Regions from separate parts of the Bos taurus genome. Here region 1 is linked to region 2. The links are chromatin contacts, called in public Hi-C maps. All regions are on one chromosome and are shown on one strand. Each heading gives the region's core, a stretch centred on a gene start, on an enhancer-like site or on the middle of the called end of the contact. The rest is flanking DNA. Distances are from core to core; before and after follow the strand shown. Region 1 has its middle 93 kb from the start of TRNAG-ACC. Region 2 holds the start of SMAD1 (SMAD family member 1).

Region 1 (6,831 bases), core at 4,110-6,609, 150 kb before region 2:
CTTCTTTGTGTGGCTGGAGGAACCAAGAATGAGGAAAAGACACCACTCTACAGAGGCCGATGGAGAAGGCAATGGCACCCCACTCCAGTACTCTTGCCTGGAAAATCCCATGGATGGAGGAGCCTAGTAGGCTGCAGTCCATGGGGTCGCTAAGAGTCAGACACGACTAAGCGACTTCACTTTCACTTTTCACTTTCATGCATTGGAGAAGGAAATGGCAACCCACTCCAGTGTTCTTGCCTGGAGAATCCCAGGGACGGAGGAGACTGGCGGGCTGCCGTCTATGGGGTCACACAGAGTTGGACACAACTGAAGTGACTTAGCAGTAGCAGCTACAGAGGCCGAAAAGAAGGTTTGGAAGACAGCTCTCATGGGCTTCACTGGGTGTGGCTGGTCTGGCCGTGCTCATGCTTCTCCCTGAGTCACCTGGACTTCACCGTTAGCTAGCATTCTCAGGCACCTGCAGGGTCACAGCCCTGGCGGCTCTGAAGTATATCCGCTCCTCACACAGGAGGCAGCTCTTTGCAGCAGACGAGGACACAGGCTCGAGAAGGAGACAGGCCTGGATTAGAATCCCAGCTCTCTTACCTGCTCTATGATCATGGCTCAGGCCCAGTTTCCTCACTTGTGACACAATGAGCCACAGCAGCTTCCTCTTCCTCTAGCCAGTAAAACTTAAAACAGCCCTGCCATATCTTAGCTGCTCTCCAGATTTCTCAAAACACAGCCTCCTCTGTCCCCCTTCTTTGCTCACCCCAGATCCATTGGTTCCCAGTGGGGATGAGGAATGAGGAGCACTAATTTGGAAAGGCTGATCTCTGGTTGAAAGGGAAGCAGCAAGCATGACAGTGACAAAGTGGTTGTATTCTAGGACACTGGAGCGTGGACGAAAAGAAAGTGAAAGTGACGGTCACTCAGTTGTGTCCAGCTCTTTGTGACCCTATGGACTATAGCCTGCCGGGCTCCTCTGTCCATGGAATTCTCCAGGCAAGAATACTGGAGTGGGTTGTCATGCCCTTCTCTAGAGGACCTTCCCAACCCAGGGATTGAACCTGGGTCTCCTGCATTATAGGCAGGTTCTTTATGGTCTGAGCCACCAGGGAAGCCCCTGTGGTGGGAAGCAGAGTGATAACAACGATTGTGAGGGGTAATGAGAAGGGGCAGAGAACAGGGTTGATGCTTTTGCAAGAGGAAGGAGGCTCCTGTGTCCTGTGCAAAGGACTCAAGTATCCTCAAAAATCAACCTTGACTTCTCTATTTGTACATATCATTGAATTCTTTTTCACTTAGCAAATAACTGTTGAGCATGTGTTATACTCTGGGCACCATAACAAGCACCAGGAAACAAGAATGAATGAGACAGTGCCTGTCGTTGGGGGCTCTGAGCCTAGGGGAGCCACAGGCTGAAACATGATCTAAAAAAAGTGTGTGTATAATTTTTTAAAAGGGTACAAACAAACTTGTCTACAAAATAGAAATAGAGTTACAGAAGTAAAAAAAAAACTTAGGTTACCAGGCAGTGGGGGGACAAACTGGGAGACTGGGATTGACATATACACATGCTGCTGCTGCTGTTGAGTTGCTGAGTCATGTCTGACTCTTTGCAACCCCATGGATTGCTTATATATAAAATAGATAACTAATAAGGACCTACTGCATAGCACAGGGAACTTTCCTCGGTACTCTGTCATGACCCATATGGGAAAGGAACCTAAAAAAGAGCGGATATATGTATAACTGATTCACTTTGCTGTATGCCTGAAACTAACATGACATTGTAAATCAACTTCTTGTTGTTCGGTAACTAAGTCATGTCTGATTCTTTGCAATCCCATGGACTGCAGCACGCCAGGCTTCCCTGTCCTTCTCTACCTCCCAGAGTTTGCTCAAACTATGTCCACTGAGTAGATCAAGTACACTCCAAAAAACTTTTTTAAAGGTATATGCATCAGGAACACAGAGAAAGCAGCAATCACAGAAGGAGAATAGAGAAGTGATGGTGGATAAGATGTCACTTGGGTCCAGGACTTGAAAGCTAAATTCATTGGTGATAGGGAAGCATGTGACGCAGAGGAAAAGCCTGAGCGAAGTTCCTGAAGCCTGAAAATGCAGAGATCTCAACATCCATCTACACCATTAGCCTAGCCAAGAGCGGCTGGGGCCCTGCTACTCGTGGGGAAGATGCCCAGTCATGTGGTACACTCATGTTGAACTAACATCTTTTTTTCAAACTTTTGTGTTTTCAAAATGATTTTCAGCATCACATTGAAATTTCAGATAAACTATTTAGCACTTCTATTTAGGATTCTGCTTTAGTAACAGTTATTATGTGATTAAGTGAGTCATTAATAACTTGCTATAACTTTCCATCTTTTATGAAGTACTTTGCTGGTATGTGGGTGGCTCTTCTTTGTTTTGGTTGGCTATTCTTTACATTCTTTTTAGTACTATCATTGGCTTTTTTTTTTTCTTTTTTTATAGGTGAGGCAACAGGCATGAAAAGTTCTGGAGACTTAAATTTACAAACAAGTATTACATAAGAATCAAATTAGAATTATTTATTGATATATCCCATCTCAGTACACAAAGGAAGTAGTAAATTAAGAGTTAGAAAGTTGATTTTAGCTTTATCACTTCTATAATCTCACTGAAGAAAAACCTTTTAAATGTCTTCAACCTTATTTTTATCATTTGTAAGATGGGTTAATGTGTCCTTAATCCCCCTCTGATAAACCTTGAAAAGGTAAATGAGATAACATCAGTGTGATGTTCTGCATACAGAAGTAAAGCACAAAATAAATGCAAGATACTTTTTATCGCAAACAATGTATTGTTATAACTAAGCCAGAACATCGAAAGAACACCATGGCCAATTTAAGAAAAATAGAAGATATGGCTTCAAATGTAACTAACAAGAGGTAAGAAATTTTATTTTAAAAGAACAAATGACTTTACCTATTTAAAAAGGAGAAATCAAACAAATTAAACATAGAATTATCATATGATCCAGCAATTCTACTTCTGAGTATCTGCCCAAAACAAGTGAAAGCAAGAACGTGAACAGATATTTATACACTAATGTTTATAGCGTCATTATTCACAATAGCCAAAAGGTGGAAACAACTCAAGCGTCCACTGCCAGATGCATGGATAAAGAAAATGTATACACACAGCGGACTATCATTCAGCATTACTGACACATGGTATAAATGGGTGAAGCTCACAGACACTAACCCAAGGGAAATAAGCCAGTCACAAAAGGACAAACACGGCAGGATTCCACCTTCATGAGGTATGGAGCGTAGCTGAATTCACAGAAAGCGGGATGGCAGTTGCCAGGCAGATTAGGGGAGGAGGAGATGCAGAGTTAGTGCCTAATAGTTTAGAGCTTCAGTTGGGGAAGGTGAAAAACTCCTGGAGAAGGATGCAGGTGATAACTGTGCAACAATGTACTTAATACCATAGAACAGTACACTCAAAAATGGTTACAATGGTGAATTTTATATTTTGAATATTTTACCACAATACCAAGAAAAACTGTTCCCCTCCCTGCCAAAAAGAGAAAGAAAATAAAAGCCTGCCCTGAATTTGATACCCAGGGATCTAAACTGGGTTGCAGCTCAGTTTCTAAGAGTTATATGATCTTGGGTAAGATATATCATTTCTCCTCAATTTTCATTTCTATTGTAAAAGTTAATGATACCCTCCTTACATGTTATAAGGCTTAAGTGTATATGAAAGCATTTATATACATTTACATATAACATAATTCAGAGAAGGCAATGGCAACCCACTCCAGTACTCTTGCCTGGAAAATCCCATGGGCAGAGGAGCCTGGTAGGCTGCAGTCCATGGAGTCCCTAAGAGTCGGACATGACTGAGCGACTTCACTTTCACTTTTCACTTTCGTGCACTGGAGAAGGAAATGGCAACCCACTCCAGTGTTCTTGCCTGGAGAATCCCAGGGACAGGGGAGCCTGGTGGGCTGCCGTCTATGGCGCAGCACAGAGTCGGACATGACTGAAGCGACTTAGCAGCAGCAGTATAACATAAATATTATATATATTTATATATAATATAACCCCCGTGTTATATTAAAAAATATAAAATATTCTATGCTACTTCACAGTAAGTTTTGTGAGCCGGCTATTTTAGAAGCAAAGAAACCAAAGCGCAAAAGAAGACTGTGAGTCGAGTGTGAACTAACACCCAGGTCACCTCAGAACATTCCAGGTCACCTGCTGCCTGGCTGTGTCCCCAACTCTGGGGTCTCAGGAGAGCAAAATGAGGTGTAGCCGACCTCAAGCAGAGCACCAGGTCACTTACAGTCCTCCTCCAAGTGCTTCTCACGTTGGCCAGGAATTTAAAGAGACAAAACTGAGAAGGGAGAACAACACTTCATGGGGATGCTTGGAAACAGCTATTCTCTTGCTCACCTGGATCTTTTATTCCATAAATTACATCTTTCATATATCCCAGGTGATATACCTAGTTACAGAGAAGGCAATGGCACCCCACTCCAGTACTCTTGCCTGGAAAATCCCATGGACAGAGGAGCCTGGTAGGCTGCAGTCCATGGGGTCGCTAAGAGTCAGACACGACTGAGCGACTTCACTTTCACTTTCCACTTTCATGCACTTGAGAAGGAAATGGCAACTGACTCTAGTGTTCTTGCCTGGAGAATCCCAGGGGCGGGGGAGCCTGGTGGGCTGCCGTCTATGGCGCAGCACAGAGTTGGACACGACTGATGGGACTTAGCAGCAGCAGCAGCAGCAGCATACCTAGTTAACTCCATTTCTCATCCTAAAGAAGGTTCCTGCTCTCTTGGCTGCTGAGGACAAACGTTTGAGCTTTCTCAGTGCCAAGCATGGGAGCAGGGCCAGGGTGAGGTGAACTCTCACCTCCCACTCTGTGGCCACAGTCTGCTGTCAATCAGCCAAGGGCTTGAGACTTGGGGCAGCTCCACATCTGCACTGGCCTCCTCATCCCCAGGCCCAGCCAAGCCAGGTCATGTTTAATGTTCCAACTCCCAGAGCAGTTTTAAATTTCTACCGAAAGGGGAACACTCGGCACAGCTGAGAGATGCCACTGCGCGTGTGACGCTCTTCTACTCGTGGGCCTTAAGGAGCCGCTGAAAATCTCACAGAACCAGACTGAAAAGGTTTTTGTTGTTGTTGTTTAAAGAAGTCTTTTCAAACAAACCCCGAATCCATCTTGTAGAGTCTCTGATGACAAGAAGCACCGCACTAAGGACTAAGTCTTCCCAGTGCCGAGTCTGCGTGGTTGGAGGCCCCAGCCAGCCTGCTTAGAGACCTTGGCCCAGAGAGCCAGCCAAACCCGCTGGAAGCTGGCCCTGCCACAAATGGAGCCAGAGGTGGGGTTATTTCAGCTGGAATTTTCTCTTTCCAAAAGACTGGAATGCAGTAAGGATAAGAAGTCCTGCAGAAGACAGGTCACTGATAATCTATGTTACGATTACCTGTTAATCATCGTTTTCATCATCCCTGTGGCAAAAGTCGTCATTGGGTGGTGGTGATATACTAGACATTTACCAGGTGATACTGCCAACCAAAACAACAACAAAATAGATCACTTTTATTGAAATGTCAGCAGCCCTAGATGTTTATTTTTGTGTGCAGTGTGTGGGGTGTGCATGTGGAGCTCAGGAGAAAAAGGTGGCATTTAACTTTCACCCCTCTGGGCCTGATAAATACACCATGCAGCCATTAGTTACAACCTGGACGGTGTTAAACAGGACAAAACCAAAAGGCTGAAGAGCTGAGTGCAGCTTCTCCGTTTAGGATCTCGGATTCAGATTATCTACCTAAGAAAAAGTCTGAATAAACAATATTTCAAAAGATGGCTTCTGTGATATGGATGGTATGTCAAGCCTGGAAATGGATTTATTGTAGGCAACTGAAACAATGGCATCCTGAATCTTGTTAATACTTAGTTTTGCTTCAACTTCCATTTAAATGTGTCAATTTTAAAAATTCATTTTGAACCTGTTTTAATATTTTTTATTACAATTGAGTTGGTGGCTCATGTGGAACATTCACCAACATAAGCCACATATTTTGTACATACAAAAATTAAAGACGCAGTATCAAAATTTGTGGAATGTAGTAAAAGTAATAATTAAGGGGAAAATGTATAGCACTGTGTGCATATATTAGAAAAGAAGAAAGGTCTGAAATCTTTTTCATCAAGGATGAAAAAGAAGAGCTTAAGGCTAAAGCAAGAAGAAGAAAAGAAATATAGATATTAAAGCAGGAATTGATGGGATTAAAAATAGGAAACCAACAGAGAACTCTTTGAAAAGATAAACTTTCTAAACTTCCACTAAGACTAATCAAGGAGAAAAAAGACACATTAATAATATCAGAAACGAGAGTCTCATTAAAAGGAGACTCTTACTTAGTAGTCTCATTAAAAGGATAACTCAGGAATATTATTAACAATCTGTCCACCAATTTGATCACTTAGCTGAAAAATTCTCTTTTGTATTTGAGAAACTAACAACATTGTGTTAGTTTCTGCTGTACAACAAAGTGCATCAGCTAAATGTATACATATATCCTCTCCCTCTTTGTACCTTTTTCCTACTCCCCCTCTCATCCCACCCATCCAGGTCATCTGAGCTGAGTTTCCTGTGCTTTACAGCAGATTCCCACTAGCTATCTATTTTAAAGACTGTTATCATTGTTTACTCTTGATAAAGACTGTTTATTCTCATAAGTAGTATTGGACTCTTTTGCAACAACTCCATGGAGTATAGCCCTTCAGGCTCCTCTGTCAATGGGATTTCCCAGGCCAGAATCCTGGAGTAGA
Region 2 (7,103 bases), core at 1,078-3,577:
CTTTTTATTGCTTTTAAATTATTCTTTCAGTGGTTGCTTTATTATGATAGGAATTCATAATTTATATCAGTAATAATAGTTTAATGTTTTAGCATTGCCTGAGTAGTATAAGGACCTTAGAACTCTAAATTCATGGATCCCTTCTGCTTTTTTGTTATGCATTTTAATTCTGTATTTTAAACACCACAAGATGTTCCTCTAATTGTTTTGTAAAGTCAGTACCCTTATGGAACTCTTCGTTCTTTCCCGCAATTTCTTGCTTTTCCCTTGTGCTTGAGAATTCCTCCTGGAAGCCAGTTATTTCAGATTTTGTTTGTTGTAAAGCACTTTTATTTCACAATCATTTTTGAATGATTTTTTCCCCACTAAGTGTAGCGTTCTGAGTTACCAGCTATTTATTGCATTCGGCATGCTAAAGATACCATTTTACTGTAGTTTTGTTTTCATTGTTCCCGTTGAAATGTCAGCTGTCATGCTTATTGTACTCATTTGAAAGTATTGTGTCTTTTTAAAGATTTTTGTTGTAGGTTTTCAGCAATTATACCATAATATGACACATTAAAACTTGTGGATTTCTTTCTATTTCTCCTTCTTGGGACTTATAAGGCTTCATGAATCTGTGGCTAGATGTCTGTTGCCAGTTTTGGAAAGCCTTTGGCCAGTAACTTTCAATATGCATATGTCCTCTCTCACAGTTTTTCTCTCCTCATTTTCTTTCATCTTGATCTAGTCTAGTACTAAGATGATCCTAGGCTGTGTTTCTAAACACTGTCCATTTCAGTTTAGCCCTTGCACTAGGGCATACCTCTCCAAGGGTCTCAGCGGAAAACCTGGCATGTTTACCAGAATTTCTCCTTCTTGGCAAGCCCTCAACTCTGTTTTTTTTTTTTGGAGGGGGGCTCTCCTCAACACTATGAGACTCCTGAAATCTCTGCTTGGTCTTTTAGCTTCTTTCTACTTGGCTTCTTACAACGTAGCTTTGGCAAATGCCTTGAGAAGAAAAGCAGTGAAGAATGTTCAGCTTATCACTTCATCACTTTTCACATCTTTCCATATGTGGCCCCTCGTGTCCTGAGTACTTTGATTGCTCATTGATGCCTTTAAAAAGTTGGGCTTCCCCCCCCCACCTCTATTTATTCATTTGTATTTTATTCACCTTTTATAGTTGTTTGGGGAGGAGGTTGATTGGATACCTGCTACTCAATCTTAGCTGGAGTTGGTGCAAAGTTATCTTTAATCTTTTTCGCCATTTGCATTTTTATCTAGTGAAGAGTAACTGGAAGGTTTAAATGAAACAACTTGACTAAAGTATTTAGTACAGTACGTGCTCATGTGCTTCATTCATTTCATGTCAATAAAAAGCATATTTGAAAAAGCAGGGAATGAATTTCCTACCTTAATTGCCTGATAGTCCAAAGGCATAGACTTATTTACTGAATAAAGACCCTAAAATGTTGCTACATTTATCTAGTATAAATAGAATGAACTACCTTTTCTTTTAGCATGAGATACTTGAGCAAAAGAAAAACAGATGTTAAGGCTGTTACAGTTTTACTTTGTCTTGTTGCTTTTAGTTTTTGTTGATTGAGGTGTACTTTGAAATAAATATTTTAGAGCCCATGAGTGACTATAAATATAGAATATCACAGTATCTGTTGAGAACTTGAATTTTTTTTGCACTAAGGGGAATATTGCTTCTACCTCATAACTCATATAAAGAGTAGCATACTTTTTTTTAAATTGCATCTCAGTTTATTCATCTATAAAATCGCAATGATTGTATTACCTAGTTGAAATAATTATTTAAAGGGTTAAATACTGTGCTAGTCTGCTGCCATAACAAGATACCACTGATGGAGTGGCTTAAACAATAGAAATGTATTTCTTACAGTTCTGGAGTCTGTGAAGTCCAAGATGAAGGGTCCAGATAGTGTGGTTTCTGATGAGAGCTATCATCCAGGCTTGTAGGCAGTGGCCTTCTCTCTGTGTCTGCAGGTGGCCTTTCCTCAGTGGGTGCACACATAGGGCAGGAGAGAAATCTCTCCCTTCTTCTTATGAGGCCACTAATCCTCTCATGTTAGGACCCCACCTTCATGACCACATTTGACCTTAATTACTTCCTTAAAGGCTCCAGGTTCCATCTCCAAATACAGTCACACTGAGACTTCAATATGAGTTTGGGGGTGGGGGGTGCATAATTCATTCCATAGGACACTAATACATAAAATCACTTAAAAAAATACCTGGCCCATGGCAATTGTTTAATAAATTGTGATTTTATGGTACAGATGATTTTAAACACCTTTTCCCCTTTTTTCTTTTCTAGGTGCTCGCTTTGGGTTCCTTTTGGAAACACCAGGAATGGTCATTTCTACTTTTCAGGACCTCCGCACAAAGAAGCTAAGGAGAATCTTATGTAGATAAAGTGAAGCCTCTTTCACTGTCCTTTCACATTGGGGACGTCTATATTTCTCCCTCCACAAGGAGCGTGCGTAGCGCCATCATGAATGTGACAAGTTTATTTTCCTTCACAAGTCCAGCTGTGAAGAGACTTCTTGGCTGGAAACAGGGTGACGAGGAAGAAAAATGGGCAGAGAAGGCCGTTGATGCTTTGGTGAAAAAACTGAAGAAAAAGAAGGGTGCCATGGAGGAACTGGAAAAAGCCTTGAGCTGCCCGGGCCAGCCCAGCAACTGCGTCACCATCCCCCGCTCCCTGGACGGCAGACTGCAGGTCTCCCACCGGAAGGGGCTGCCTCACGTCATCTACTGCCGCGTGTGGCGCTGGCCCGACCTTCAGAGCCACCATGAACTGAAACCATTGGAATGCTGCGAGTTTCCCTTCGGCTCCAAGCAGAAGGAGGTGTGCATCAACCCCTACCACTATAAGCGAGTAGAAAGCCCCGGTGAGTGAGTCCTTTCCTGTGGACGCATTTAGCAGATTTGTGTTGTTTCTCGAAATCGTCCCTTTCCATGTTTTTTTTGTCGTTGTTGTAATTTCTAAGTATTAGGGGGAAAGTCGTGTCAGTCAGTCCTTGAAAGGGTCGTACGTTCTAACGGCATAGTCTCTAGTTAACTTTATTTCTTAGGAGCAGGGCTGTGAAAACTGTCATGGAGGCATTAATGCATCTACCTTTTCATAAATTGTTTTTTTGCTGAATTTATTTTTTGTTTCCCTTTGGTTCTGTGCATTTCTCGAGACAGAGTTAGCTATGATTTTTATTGCAAGGGAAGAAAATCGGGAAAGAAGCATGATGTTGCTGTCTACATACTTGAGGGTGGTTGCCAGTGACTTATATCACTTTATCCTTAAAAATAGCACTTTTTATCATCTCCAGTAGAATTTTGCTATGGCATACTCCCTGTGGAGGATATGAAGGAATTATGTTCTGCTGTGGAATCATTTGATACTATTACTTTATATGAGATACTCCTGGTTTTTACATGTGTGACCTTGGAGGGGGTGGAGGAAGCATAATAAAAGATATACTTTTAACATTTACTTGGTTTTGACTTAAATTAGAGTCCGCATTCTAGACAGTGGCATCAGCTGGAAAATGATTAGGCAATCTCAGGCACTTAAATATCTCAGCGTCAGATTGGAATCAAATTTGTTGATGGATTAGTTATTAATAGCTGATGGTTACCAGGTGTTCCCAAATGAGGCTGTGTGTTAGATTCATGTGGCTCTCTCCCAGAAATTCTTATTCTGGCAGAGCCCAGTGATCCGTGTTTGGTTTTTTTTTTTTTGACCCATGTTTAACATGTACTCCAGATAGCGTTGATAGGGGCTATTGGATTGGTATTTGGGAACTATGCTATATCCCATAATAACCTGGTTGTCAAATAAAAAGCTTTCTGGTTTCTTATGGAATATTTATGCCATTTAAAAAGGGAATAATAAACATCTTTGTATCCACCACCCAGTTGCCTCCAGTAACTACTGTTCTGAATTTGATGGTTAGATTTGATGAACATCATTCCCAGGCATGCTTTTTACTGTTGTTTTATATGTATGAATCCTTGACAGGATGTACTGTTATTTTGTATATTTAAAGATATCATACAGTGATATTAGAGTATCCTTCTACAACTTGCTGTATTCATTCAACATCATGGTTTTGTGATTTCTGTATTACATACTTTAGGGTTACTTTGTCAAGGCCTGTGAAAAATCCTCAGGAGGTTTTATTTGAATTTCATTGATTTCATTTGGGGAAGGATTGACATAGTTGTGCTCTTGAGCACAATATTTTTCTAAATTTATTTAGATTTTTAAGTTTTCTCCTTGAAAGTTCTTGCACATCTTTTCTTAGATTTATCAGTATTTCTAGATGACCAGGTTTTATTGTATCCTTTTAAAAGTTACATTTTGTTACAGTGTTCATGGCTAGAACTGTATTTGATTTTTTCCAACAATCTTGATGAATTCTCCTTGTTGTAATATAGACATTCTTTTACTGCTTGTTATATCCACCATGATGTAAATTTTAATGTATAATATATACAACAGGGGTCATTCAGGTACATGGCTTTTTGATTCCCATAGTAACTTTAAGAGGTACAGAGGGAAGATTCTAATCCCACTTTACAAACGGCGAAACTGAGGTCCCTATAAATTAAGTGACCTTTGTGTCAGACAACTGAGAACTGTATTGAGAAAACATTGTGGATCATTTTTCTCCAGACCTCTCCCTCGATCCTATGACATTTCATCCTGTGCAGCAGCAGTTGCCTCCCGACTGGTGCCCCCTGCAGGGGGACTAGTGCACTACAGAGAGTGTTCTTTGGGATGCATGCTCTAGCCATCTTCCTGCTTCCCATTCCTTTACACACAGCTTTGTGTTCTGGTCCTCGCCTACCTTGCCAGCTTCTTCTCCCACCTTGATTCTTTCATGTACTTCCTTGGTGACGTAAGTGATAAAGAACCTGCCTGTCAATGCAGGAGATGCAAGAAACACAGGTTTGGTCCCTGTGTTGGGAAGACCCTGTGGAGAAGGAAATGGCAACTGGCTCTAGTATTCTTCTTGCCTAGAGAATCCCATGGACAGAGGATCCTAGGGGGCCACAGTCCATGGGGTCACAAAGAGCTGAGTGTGACTGAGCACACACGCTTCGTGTGGTTGAGTCACGTGGGGACACTTGAATGCACTCCTCCTACGTGCCTCATTTCCTCTCCCTCTCCTTGGTCTTCTTGCAGGATAGTAAATCAGGCTCCAAGATGGCAGGAACCACGTGTGTAATTAACATCTTTCCTTTTAATAGTGAGCACAATTCAGTACATGTCTGATGTTAAAGGCAAACACTATTTTTAATTTCTCTGTTGGGCCATTTTTTTCTTTTTTGACAGATGAGTTTTTGGTTTGTTTGTACCCTCTGACCATTATCTTCCCTTTTGTTTCATTTCATTGCCATTACTATCTGACATTAGATGGATGTTAAAACATATTAAAAGTTAATACGGAAATGATTTTGTTACTCTTAATAATTTAAAGACCGTGATGCTGGGAAAGATTAAGGGGATGACAGAGGATGAGATGGTTGGATGGCATCACCGACTCAATGGACATGGGTTTGGGTGGACTCTGGGAGTTGGTGATGGACAGGGAGGCCTGGCGTGCTGCGGTTCGTGGGGTCGCAGAGTCGGACACAACTGAGCGACTGAACTGAATAATTTACATGTAAAAGACTTGACAGGTAGGAGTTGGAAAACCAGCTAAAATAAGGCATTTTGACACTTTATGGATATCACTTCATCCTCCCCTCCCCTTTAGCCAAGAATCTGGGGAGCCACATGTAGACCAGTTCTCAAAACTACAAGGCCAAGATCTGGTGAATTTGAACATGTCAGGATTTTCCTTATGTTTTTCATACTGTGAAGAGGATTGAGAACAAATGGACTTTTTCAGAGACCACCATGAAGCAATCCCTGCACTTTGTGGGGGAAAAGCCCCACTAAATCAAAGTACGGGGGGGCCTCAGCCCCACACACTCCCAGTTACACAGGCATGCGGCAGGGCACACTCCTGGCTGTTTCTGCAAACTGGGAAACAAGGCCGAGTTCTAAGCTGCAGAGGCACAGCTCAGCACTGCATTCCTTTAAACCTTCTTTTTACCTCTGAACTGTTTTACTTCAGATACAGTATTTCAAAGAGCAGTTCAGCAGTTGAAGCATAAGTTAATCAGGTCTCCCAAATTTGTTGTTTTCTGCCAAGGCCCCTGTTGAGACCCCAGGAGGAAAACCCAGGAGAAACTGCAAGTGTCTGGAAGGTTTAGAGCAGAGGTGTTTCAAAGTGTGTGGTCCCCAGACTAGCAGCATTGGCATCACCTGGGAACTTGGTTGAAATGCATATTTTTAGATCCTTGCACAGACCTACTGAATCAAACTCTGGGGATGGGGCCAGCAGTCTGTGTTTGGACAGGCTCTCCAGGTTATCCTGATTCAGGCTTAAAGTGTGAGAACCACTGGTTTCCAGGCAAGTCATCAAGTCCAGTTGACAAGATGAGGTCTCTTATTGAAAAGAGATGCTAATGAGTTAAGAGTTTGAAATCCCTCTTTATTTAGAAAGTTGCATTTTGTTACGGGTATAAAATTGACTTGCTTGCTCTAGAATGTCCCTTCCTGCTGATATTTATAAAGATTAGAATCCTGATACAGTGAGTCTTTAGGGGGGTGGGAGAGTAGACGGGGAGAAAGGAATGCTTTGTTATTTGACCCATAGACATTTTCTAATTGTTCTTTTGGGTATCTTTTACTATCTCTGTTTCTTTGGCCAAAAAGAATTTTAATGGATTTAAGTAACTGCTGTTTTTCTTTAACCTATGCCATTTGTTTTGATTTTTTTTAGACACAAAAGAGTCTAAAAATTGTAGTGGTCTGGGGAAGAAACCAAAAGTTATAGGAACACTTGTATTCATCACAGTTAACAATGGGATTTACCTGTGGCTGATTTATTTTGTGGTTTGACAGAAAACAGCAAAATTCTGTAACGCAATTATCCTTCAATAATAAATAAATTAAAAAAAAAAAACAATGGAATAGGGTGTGAGACGCAAGAACCTTTGGGGCTTTCCTGGTGGTTCAGATGGTAAAGAATCTGTCTGCA

The links. Hi-C and Micro-C count contacts between places; a contact is called where the count stands out from the background.
Region 1: a Hi-C map of liver shows a contact between it and region 2, with 12 times the contacts expected there. The contact joins the enhancer-like site here to the promoter of SMAD1 in region 2. A contact is called at or near these places in 2 of 11 Hi-C or Micro-C datasets (liver and skeletal muscle).

What each region holds. Positions count from the first base shown.
Region 1 is chr17:12,936,784-12,943,614 of ARS-UCD2.0, reverse strand. No RefSeq gene overlaps it. Among named protein-coding and RNA genes, the nearest start is that of TRNAG-ACC, 93 kb to the right of the region's middle. Within about 2 kb of position 5,359, at least 12 of the 102 cell types and tissues checked have an H3K27ac peak or open chromatin away from gene starts, as enhancers often do. A contact at or near this core is called in liver and skeletal muscle, where this site is marked.
Region 2 is chr17:12,783,067-12,790,169 of ARS-UCD2.0, reverse strand. It overlaps SMAD1 (SMAD family member 1), which reads left to right and starts at 2,327. Exons shown (of 6, transcript NM_001076223.2): 1 at 2,327-2,903. The coding sequence starts at 2,504.